Linked DNA regions of Mus musculus: region 1 is linked to region 2. A link is a contact called in public Hi-C data. All regions are on one chromosome and are shown on one strand. Each heading gives the region's core, a stretch centred on a gene start, on an enhancer-like site or on the middle of the called end of the contact. The rest is flanking DNA. Distances are from core to core; before and after follow the strand shown.

Region 1 (4,089 bases), core at 1,373-3,872, 37 kb after region 2:
CTCCCACACTCTTTCTGTCTCCCAGAATTCCATTCTTTCCTACTGAAACTCTCATTTATTACTTCCTGCCTTTTGCTCATTGGCCAACAGCATTTTATTGACAGGTGATGCTTCCATGCATTGCACAAGAGACTCTGCAGCAGAAGGCTTTGAATATGTCAGATGACCTCTTCTACTGTAAATGCCCCTTTATAATCAATTGAAGTCCTTAGAGAAAACAAACAAACAAACCCCAAGACAATAAAACCCTTGTCATTCCTTAGGGAAGAGAGAAGAGAAAATTCTTGCTGTTTGGACAGGAGCTGTAATACCAACTCTTCCAAAGATTTCCAGGCTATAAGTCTTCTCTGTAGATACTGTGTTTGCTAAGTCTCACAAGTGAGTGGGCAAATGAAAGACAGAAGCAGGGGGAGAAGTAAGGATAGAAGAGGGGAGAAGAATGAAGAGGACGAAGAGGAAGAGTGGGAGGCAGAAGAAGAGAGGAAAGAGAAAGAGAAATGAGAGGGAAGTTGAGGGAGAGATTATAGGCTCTTATGTTAAGCACCTCTTATCGAGAGGAGGTGGGATTTTAAGATGTTGTTGAGCCTTTTTCATACCACAAGAAATGACAACTTAATTAGAGCCTGTGTTGCCTACAGCCCAAATTCCAAACTCATCCCGTTGACTGGTGAAGGCTGTGGAATACAATGTCTGTGTCTGTACAGATCTCCAGGTGTGTTTACTTATCCATGCATTCCTCAGCTCTTCCTGGAGGAAGCATCGACAATGGTCATCATCCCATGTGCTGTGTGCCTACTATGTCTAAGGCCATACCACCTAATGTGGAGATGTGTGCTGGGAACGTGACCCCTGTACTTCCCAAACCCCCAACGAAGTTCAAGAGAGGATTGTGTCAATCAGCTCTTGTGCATGGTGTCAAAGCATCATCTGTCCACAAAGAGCTGAATGGCGCGTAGAGAGTCAGGAAAAAATGGGTGAGACAACTGCCTGAGAAAAAGGAACTCTGGGAAAGAGTGAGGCTGAAGAGATTCACCACCAGGTTGTGGAGGAAGTTGTGTGAGAAGAGGCAACCAGCCGCATTTCAGACAGAATCGACAAACAGGTTATTTTAGGTATAAACGAGTTGGAGAACAAGCTTACCTAGGGTATAAGCATTAATGCAAGAAACAACAACCTAGTGTCATTATTCTCAAAATGATGCAGATACAGAAAAACACAAATGGTTATACGGTCTGCTAACTTCTTTAACTTAGGAGAGTGTGGCACTGCTTGGGGAATCTCCTTGGGACAAAAGAACCCAGTTTAATTAGACAAAATATTGCAAGTCATATGTATACAACCATAAATTCTCATGGTGATATTTTAATGGAAGACTGTGCTTATACTGGGGATGACTCTTTTTTTCTTGCCAGAGTGGTATTCTGTCTCTGAAAGAAATTAATCCTCTGGTCTTTCCCAGAAAATATCTGATGCTAAAAGTAGGCGTTAAGTCCATGTCTGAAGCCAGTCCAAAGGTTAGTACCTCACAGCTCCATTCCTGTTTCCCAGTATTCAGGGAGGTCAGACAGGCACGATCCTGGCTTCTCTGACAAAAACTCTTCCTTATTAAGGAGAGACTTGGCATCACTTGCCACAGTATCAATGAAGAGACTTTGCCAGTAGTAAGTCTTACTAAAGTAAAGGCCTGAGGCAAGTGGTCCCCCAGTAACACAGGAAATATATTCAATATATTTCAACAGTTTTTCTTTGAAGGACATGTCATTGTTCTTTGTTAACAACTGGAGAGACCTAAGGTGTGCCTTAATTTCATTCACAGACACATTGAAATCCTTGGCAATATTTTCTAGTGAGGCTTCATCCAGCCCAAAGTAAGACCTGTAGAGAGTCAAGGTCTCTTCCAACTTCTGCATTTTATCTCTGACTAAGCCCCCAAGTGGAATGGTGGCCCATAGTCCAGCCTTCAGGGCCTCCAGCCAGATCTTCTGTCTGAGGAAATCCCTCTTCCGGGCAATGGTAGTCTCAGTAACACTGTGCAAGGACATCATGAAGAGGTGGCGCTTGTGGGCTGGGAGTTCCTTCAGTAGGGTGGTCTCCAGCTTTGGGAAGTCAAAGTCAGACACATCAAAGTTAGAGACTAGGAAGATTGGAGGCTGACTGGAGAGAACCTTCTGGAGAAGACCCAAGCATTCATCTTTTATTTTCTTTAAGACACTGTCTCTATTGAAAGACTTAGGTTTACTCCTCTGTTCATTACTGATATCTTGATCTATCTTGGTTCGGACAAAGTAGAACTTTATGTTCATCTTTGCAATGGCTTTGGCCAGATGTGCATCAATTTCTTTGAAGCGTGTAGCTGAGATGATAATGAAGAAGTCATACTCACCAAACTTCATTTCTGTCAGATAGTTTTGTGGTGGGAAGTTGGTTGACCCAATGCCAGGCAGGTCCCATATTGTCACATTGGGAAGCTTTGGGTGTGGGTATGGAGTTCTCTTCATGGTTGTCTCTATTACCCCAGTGGGGGCTGCATCTTTTTCTTCACTACTTATTCCTCTCAAGGCATTGATAAAGCTGGATTTCCCTGTTCCTGTTTCTCCAGTCACAGCAATGTTCAGTGGGGCTTTGTCAATATTTCGCAGAGCATGACTAATCACAGTCAGTGCCTCTTTGAGGTTCTTATTCTCCAGATGGGATTCAATCAAAGTGATGGTTTCTTCAGAGAGGATTTTGCTTTCCTTCTTGAAATTTTTAAAAAAATTTTTAAAGTTGAATTCCAAAAGTTGAGCCGTTATCTGAGAAGTCCTGCCAGTGGAAGTCTGGCATGTAGCTGTGTTCAGTGGAGGATGCTGAATAGAGAAGAAAAGGGAGACACTCATTATTTGTCTAGCAGGGCAAGACCTCCCAGTTTGTTTTAATGGTAAAGAAGGACCTCAGCTTCTGATAACCATTATTATCAGATCATCTCCCTTACTGTTCCTAGCTGCTGGGTCAATGTTTGCTGTGCATGTCACGTGCCCTCATTCAGCTTTTATCTTTTTCTGTGGTTTCCTGCCTCCTTTGCTGTCCCAAGCATGATCAGTTCCATCCAGTGACCTTTAGCATTGTTTACTTTTTAAGTTAAGTTGTTGCATTCTGTCTACTACCATTACAGATAATAGGCATAGGTTGTAATATCTTTAAAGGCATATGTCAAGATATCAAATACTTCAAACAACATATCTCATGGAAAGGCTCCCTGCCTTCTTTGAGTGCTTAGAGCATTGCTTCCTGGACCTCATGACCTCTTCTTCCTTAGGACAGCATTTTTACTTTTACTTGTGTAGTCTGTTTATTAAGGGAGAAGGAGCATGGGGCAGTAGCAGAAAAGATTCTTGACAGGCCTAACAGAGGGTTGGATACACTACTAGGTATGTGTAATTGACTTCTCTTGAGCCGTAACGAAGATTGAAATTATCTCCTTCGTAGGAAAGTGGATATAACTGTAGGTAGTCACATTAAGACAATAAAGCTAGTCTCAGAAAGACGAATACATTTTCTCATTCTCATATCTTAGATTTTGTATAAATATAAAAGTTATATCGTAGATATGACATGAAAGTAGAAGTTAATCTGTCTGGGGGACAAGGGAACTGAGGGCAAATACATAACAGGCAATGTGTGCTTATTTGAATCTTCAAAACTAGATGTTAAAAAGGTTTATTTGAAAGGAGATATGCTATTTTTTAAATTTTATTTATCAGCTGGGGAGGTAGGGGATCATCTCATTGTAAGCAGTTTCCTAAGATATTCTCTGTGTCCCTGTTTTCTAGTGTTCAATCCACAAGCCTCAAGGAAACAACCCAGAAAGATGAAAATCCCAAATGGATACAGAGGAAAGTCAGCAAGGAAGAAACAAATATAGGAAGAGATGTTAAAGAATCCACTAAAAGAAGAAAATGACTCCTTTAAAAGTTAAGAAACCTGAATAAAAGAGGTGAGGAGGACACATCATCTGTCCCAACACCAGGAGTAACTGAGGCCAGCAGGACTCAGGCAGGCAGGAACTCCTCCAGACCAGTGACATGGATTCCTTTTGGTCTGTCTGGGCTG
Region 2 (3,806 bases), core at 26-2,525:
TTCAAGTGACCCTCCACTTCCTTTTTTGAGGATCATGACCAGATTATACTCCTATTTCACCTCTCTGCACAGGGGCGAAGATCCCCAAAGAAGAATATAGATCCTTGTGGCTGTCAATCTGGGAAAGAGGATGAGACCCGTGAGGAAATGTCTTTCGAGTCTCGCAACCGACACAGAACGGAGAGCATGCTCGCACACACTTGCCCATAGCTGCATGAAAGGTAGCAGGGACCACACAATTCCCTCTGATATTTATTTATCTTTGGAAAGTGTGATAAACTTGCTCACGGTGAATGGGGACAGTACTGAACCCACATGCTCTGGGAAGATGGTATTTGAAAAGCTCCCATCTCATTAACTATAAACTTACAGACTAGTGAAGGAGGTGGTTCCTTAAACAGAGACACTTTCTCCAATGCAAATAAAACATTTTAATGGAGTCAGACAAAAAGGTCACTATGATACCTTATACTCAAAACCTACTCTGAGATTCCTATTCCATGGGTAGTCCAGATAAGAAACAAACCTCCCCCCCCCCCTATTTTTTTCATGTATCCTAGATATTGCCTGTGGTCCATTCTAATCCTGGGCGTTTATTTTGTGGAGCTATGAAGAGACGCTATCTTAAATTCCAAGAGAATATGGGTTGGCACGCTCTGCCCTCCTTCAAATTTAGCCAGCATTAGAAGAACCACAAGGCCAGAAATAAGGTGAGGTACGCATTTGCCTCCAGGCTGGTGGTTTAGATATATCTGAACAGCAAAGATACAGCAGGGCTGTGTGGTACTAGACAGTCAAAGTGAGGCTCTGCTGTGGACACTGCCTGAGCAAAAGAAACCAGACCCCAAGGTCACATGACCTGTTTTCACGGTTTTACCGTTCATATTATATTGGGGGATTCATATTAGATTGGGGGTGGCCAAGCTACATTTAAGAGACTTTTACTTACCTGATCCAGAGGAGTTATTATGTGTGATTCGATGTTAGTGGCCTTCCTGGAACGTCACCCCTTTCTTCCTAGGACAAAAACGTTGCTGTCCTCCGGCAGAAGTTCCCTATGTAGAGATCCAAAACTGGAATATAGACCCGGATGTTGAGAGATGAGATGCAGAGGTCTGGAGTCCTTCTGAGAGGAGACGAACCAAGAGGAGGTCTGATCGCGTGGATTTTCTTTCAGCTTCTGGTCTTCGAGCAGACCTTGCTTTTTGTCCTGCACTTTCTAGACCGGAGATATGCCTGCCTGGGCCCAGCGGGGGAGCGGGGGGGGGACGGACTCGAATTGAGAATCAGTTTCGGTTTCTATTTCTTGAAACAGGCTAGTTTTCAGGATTAGGCTGGGCGGGCTGCATAGTAGTCTTCAAAGAGGAGCAGAACCCTGCTGTGCTGACTCACCGTCAACAGGGGTCGGGATGAGGGATTGGAGGTGGTGGTGGAAGTGGAGGGTGGGGGCGTTGGGGTTGGAGTTGTGTCTGTTTAGGGACTTTAACAGCCAGCCCCGCGTCAGACCTTCCAGTGTCTGAACCTGCTACTTCTTTCCGTGGATACCACCTGTGGAGATGCTGGCCCTGGGCAATGCTAACCTCCAGACCCAGCAACCTCAGGCCACCCCGAGCTTGGAGGCTGCACTGAGACCTTGTTCTGTATGATCGTTTACCCCGTTTGCCGGCTCACTTGATTAATCACACCTCTCTATATAAAGGAGAATGTCAGAGCACCAGGGAGTCGAGAATCGGGTTCTTGTCCTCGTTAGTGTTTGAGAGGGAAGAGGGTATGAGCTGAGAGGGGACATACTTCATTTTCCTCAGATCTAGGAGGTAGATTATTAGAGAGTAAACGCAGGGGCTGGACGCTTTGACCATGGCATAGAAGCACTGACCCCTGTGTAACGTTTTCATGAAGAAAAACAGAATTTTTTTTTTTTAAAGCAACCGGCCACGGTCACAGTGACAGAGGGGGCAGCGAAGAGGAGCCAAGTAGCTTTCAGAGTGTCGGGCGGCTGTTATTCTCTCTGCTGCTCTTCTGTACCTACCGGTGAGTTCTTACTGCACAGCAAAGAGGGGCAGAGCTGAGCCTGTTCCATAGTCACTGCGAGAGGGAGACAGATTGGGCCAGGAGGAATGAGGCGGCTCCTCACACAGGCACTAACCAGTGTTCCAAACTCTACTTCTGCCCATTACAGGCTCAGTATTGCCCAGAGGTTTGGGCAATGTGATCCTCTGGTCACAAGGAGCCCTTTGTCACCCCTCCAAGTGACCAGTAATGTGATCCTCTACCGGCGCTGGTGGCTTTCTCTTTCTCCTTACCGGAAAAGACTGAGTTGCTGAGAAGAGGAACAAGTGTGAGCTGTTGTTTAATGAACTGGAGGCCTTGAGTGATAGCCAGGATCTGTCCTTGTTTGATTCCTCTAAGCCCTCAGCTTCTCCTCAAAGCCTGAGGAGAAAGCAGGCTAGTTTCAATGTCTGTCTTTGAGAGACTGGACAATCTGTATGTCCTGCTTTCTTTATGTGATTTCTATAAGAACAAACAGGAACAGGTCTGAGCACAGTACAGGAAGGCCAGGAAGAGAGTTTCTGGAACCTTCTGTCTCAGTGAGCCAGCATTTCAACTCAGCACTTTGTGTTTCCCCAGGGCCAGGGTCTCCCTTGAGCTCAGAGTTAGTTCTCTCAGGCTCTTGCTCCTGCGGAGGAACTGAGGCTGGGCACAGCAGGGTTTGTTATAACTGGGTGTCAGGTAAAGATTCCTCAGGGCAGGATGCTGTGTGTACACAGTCAATAATCAGAACACAGGCGGTCTGTCCTTAAAAATGTCACTGGCCGAGAATCTTTGGCTTCCCTAACCTACTCTCTGTGTAGACCAGGCTGGCCTTGAACTTACGGAGTTTACCTGCATCTGCTTCCTGAGTGCTGGAGCTAAAAGCATGAACTATCAAGACGAGCAAAGGCTGAGTTAATCAAGATCCTGTCTTAGTACCAGGTTCTTACTCTGGTTAATCATTCATTCACTGTAGAAAGGAAAGGAAGAGTCAACAGTTACAAAAGCACAGTATAGGCATTTCTCTGTTTACTTTTCTCTGACACCGAAGTGTGGGGACTTGCCTTTTCACCCTGTTGTTCAGCAGGGAGACCCTGGTACAGTTCATTAATCGCCACACCATGTTAGTTACTCCTTACAGAAAGATTCATGGAGATTCACTCTTGGGAACCAAGGTCTTGGACATAGCTGGTGACCTGTCAATCACGATCTCACACCTATCCTGCATAATAAGGCATATACATGTACATACAGACACTCATAAATCTACACACACACACACACACACACACACACACACACACACTTGAGGTCACCGAGCCTACAGAGTCTTGTACTCACTACTGTGCTAGGATAATGAAATCATCTGCTACTTTCTTTGTGACTGAAAAAAAGAGCCCCAGTATTTCTGTCAGGGGTAGTGTAGGTGTCTTAGCTTCAAGCGCAGCACTTGGCTTCTCATGGGCCTTGTTCCTATCTGTGACTCCAACTCACACAGGAAAGGCTTGTCGGCTGCAGCACAGAGGACTCTGACTGAAAGGGCTTTCCTGGTCTCCTGCTCCCACAGGGACAGAGATAGGGCTTCATACGGCTCCTCTCCTCCTCCTCCTCTCACAAAGCACCCACAGAGGCGACTTATCTCCTCCAGCTGTCACAGAGACACACCTCAGTTCTTCAGTATCTGGAATTGCACTTTGACTCGTACAAGGAAACCAAGTAGCTGACAGTTGGGGCTCGGCAAGGATTTTATCCTTTCTGCAGCTGCCCTCTCCAGG

What was found. A called contact is a pair of places that touch in the nucleus more often than the background predicts.
Region 1: a contact with region 2 is called in a Hi-C map of group 2 innate lymphoid cells, with 2.2 times the contacts expected there. The contact joins the enhancer-like site here to the promoter of Irgm1 in region 2. A contact is called at or near these places in 21 of 39 promoter capture datasets (the 3T3-L1 cell line, 3T3-L1-derived adipocytes, the C10 cell line and 14 more), 14 of 484 Hi-C or Micro-C datasets (the AML12 cell line, the C10 cell line, the C2C12 cell line and 8 more), 7 of 115 datasets of contacts at active chromatin or transcription factors (CD8 T cells, the SCID.adh cell line, embryonic stem cells and 4 more) and 4 of 9 other capture datasets (adipose tissue, liver, macrophages and 1 more).

The regions. Positions count from the first base shown.
Region 1 is chr11:48,905,634-48,909,722 of GRCm38.p6, forward strand. It overlaps Gm12185 (predicted gene 12185), which reads right to left. Exons shown (of 3, transcript NM_001045540.2): 3 at 1-2,846. The coding sequence ends at 1,524. Among named protein-coding and RNA genes, the nearest start is that of Gm5431, 5.5 kb to the left of the region's middle. Within about 2 kb of position 2,623, at least 4 of the 459 cell types and tissues checked have an H3K27ac peak or open chromatin away from gene starts, as enhancers often do. A contact at or near this core is called in the G1E-ER4 cell line and group 2 innate lymphoid cells, where this site is marked.
Region 2 is chr11:48,870,145-48,873,950 of GRCm38.p6, forward strand. It overlaps Irgm1 (immunity-related GTPase family M member 1), which reads right to left and starts at 1,276. Exons shown (of 3, transcript NM_008326.2): 1 at 950-1,276.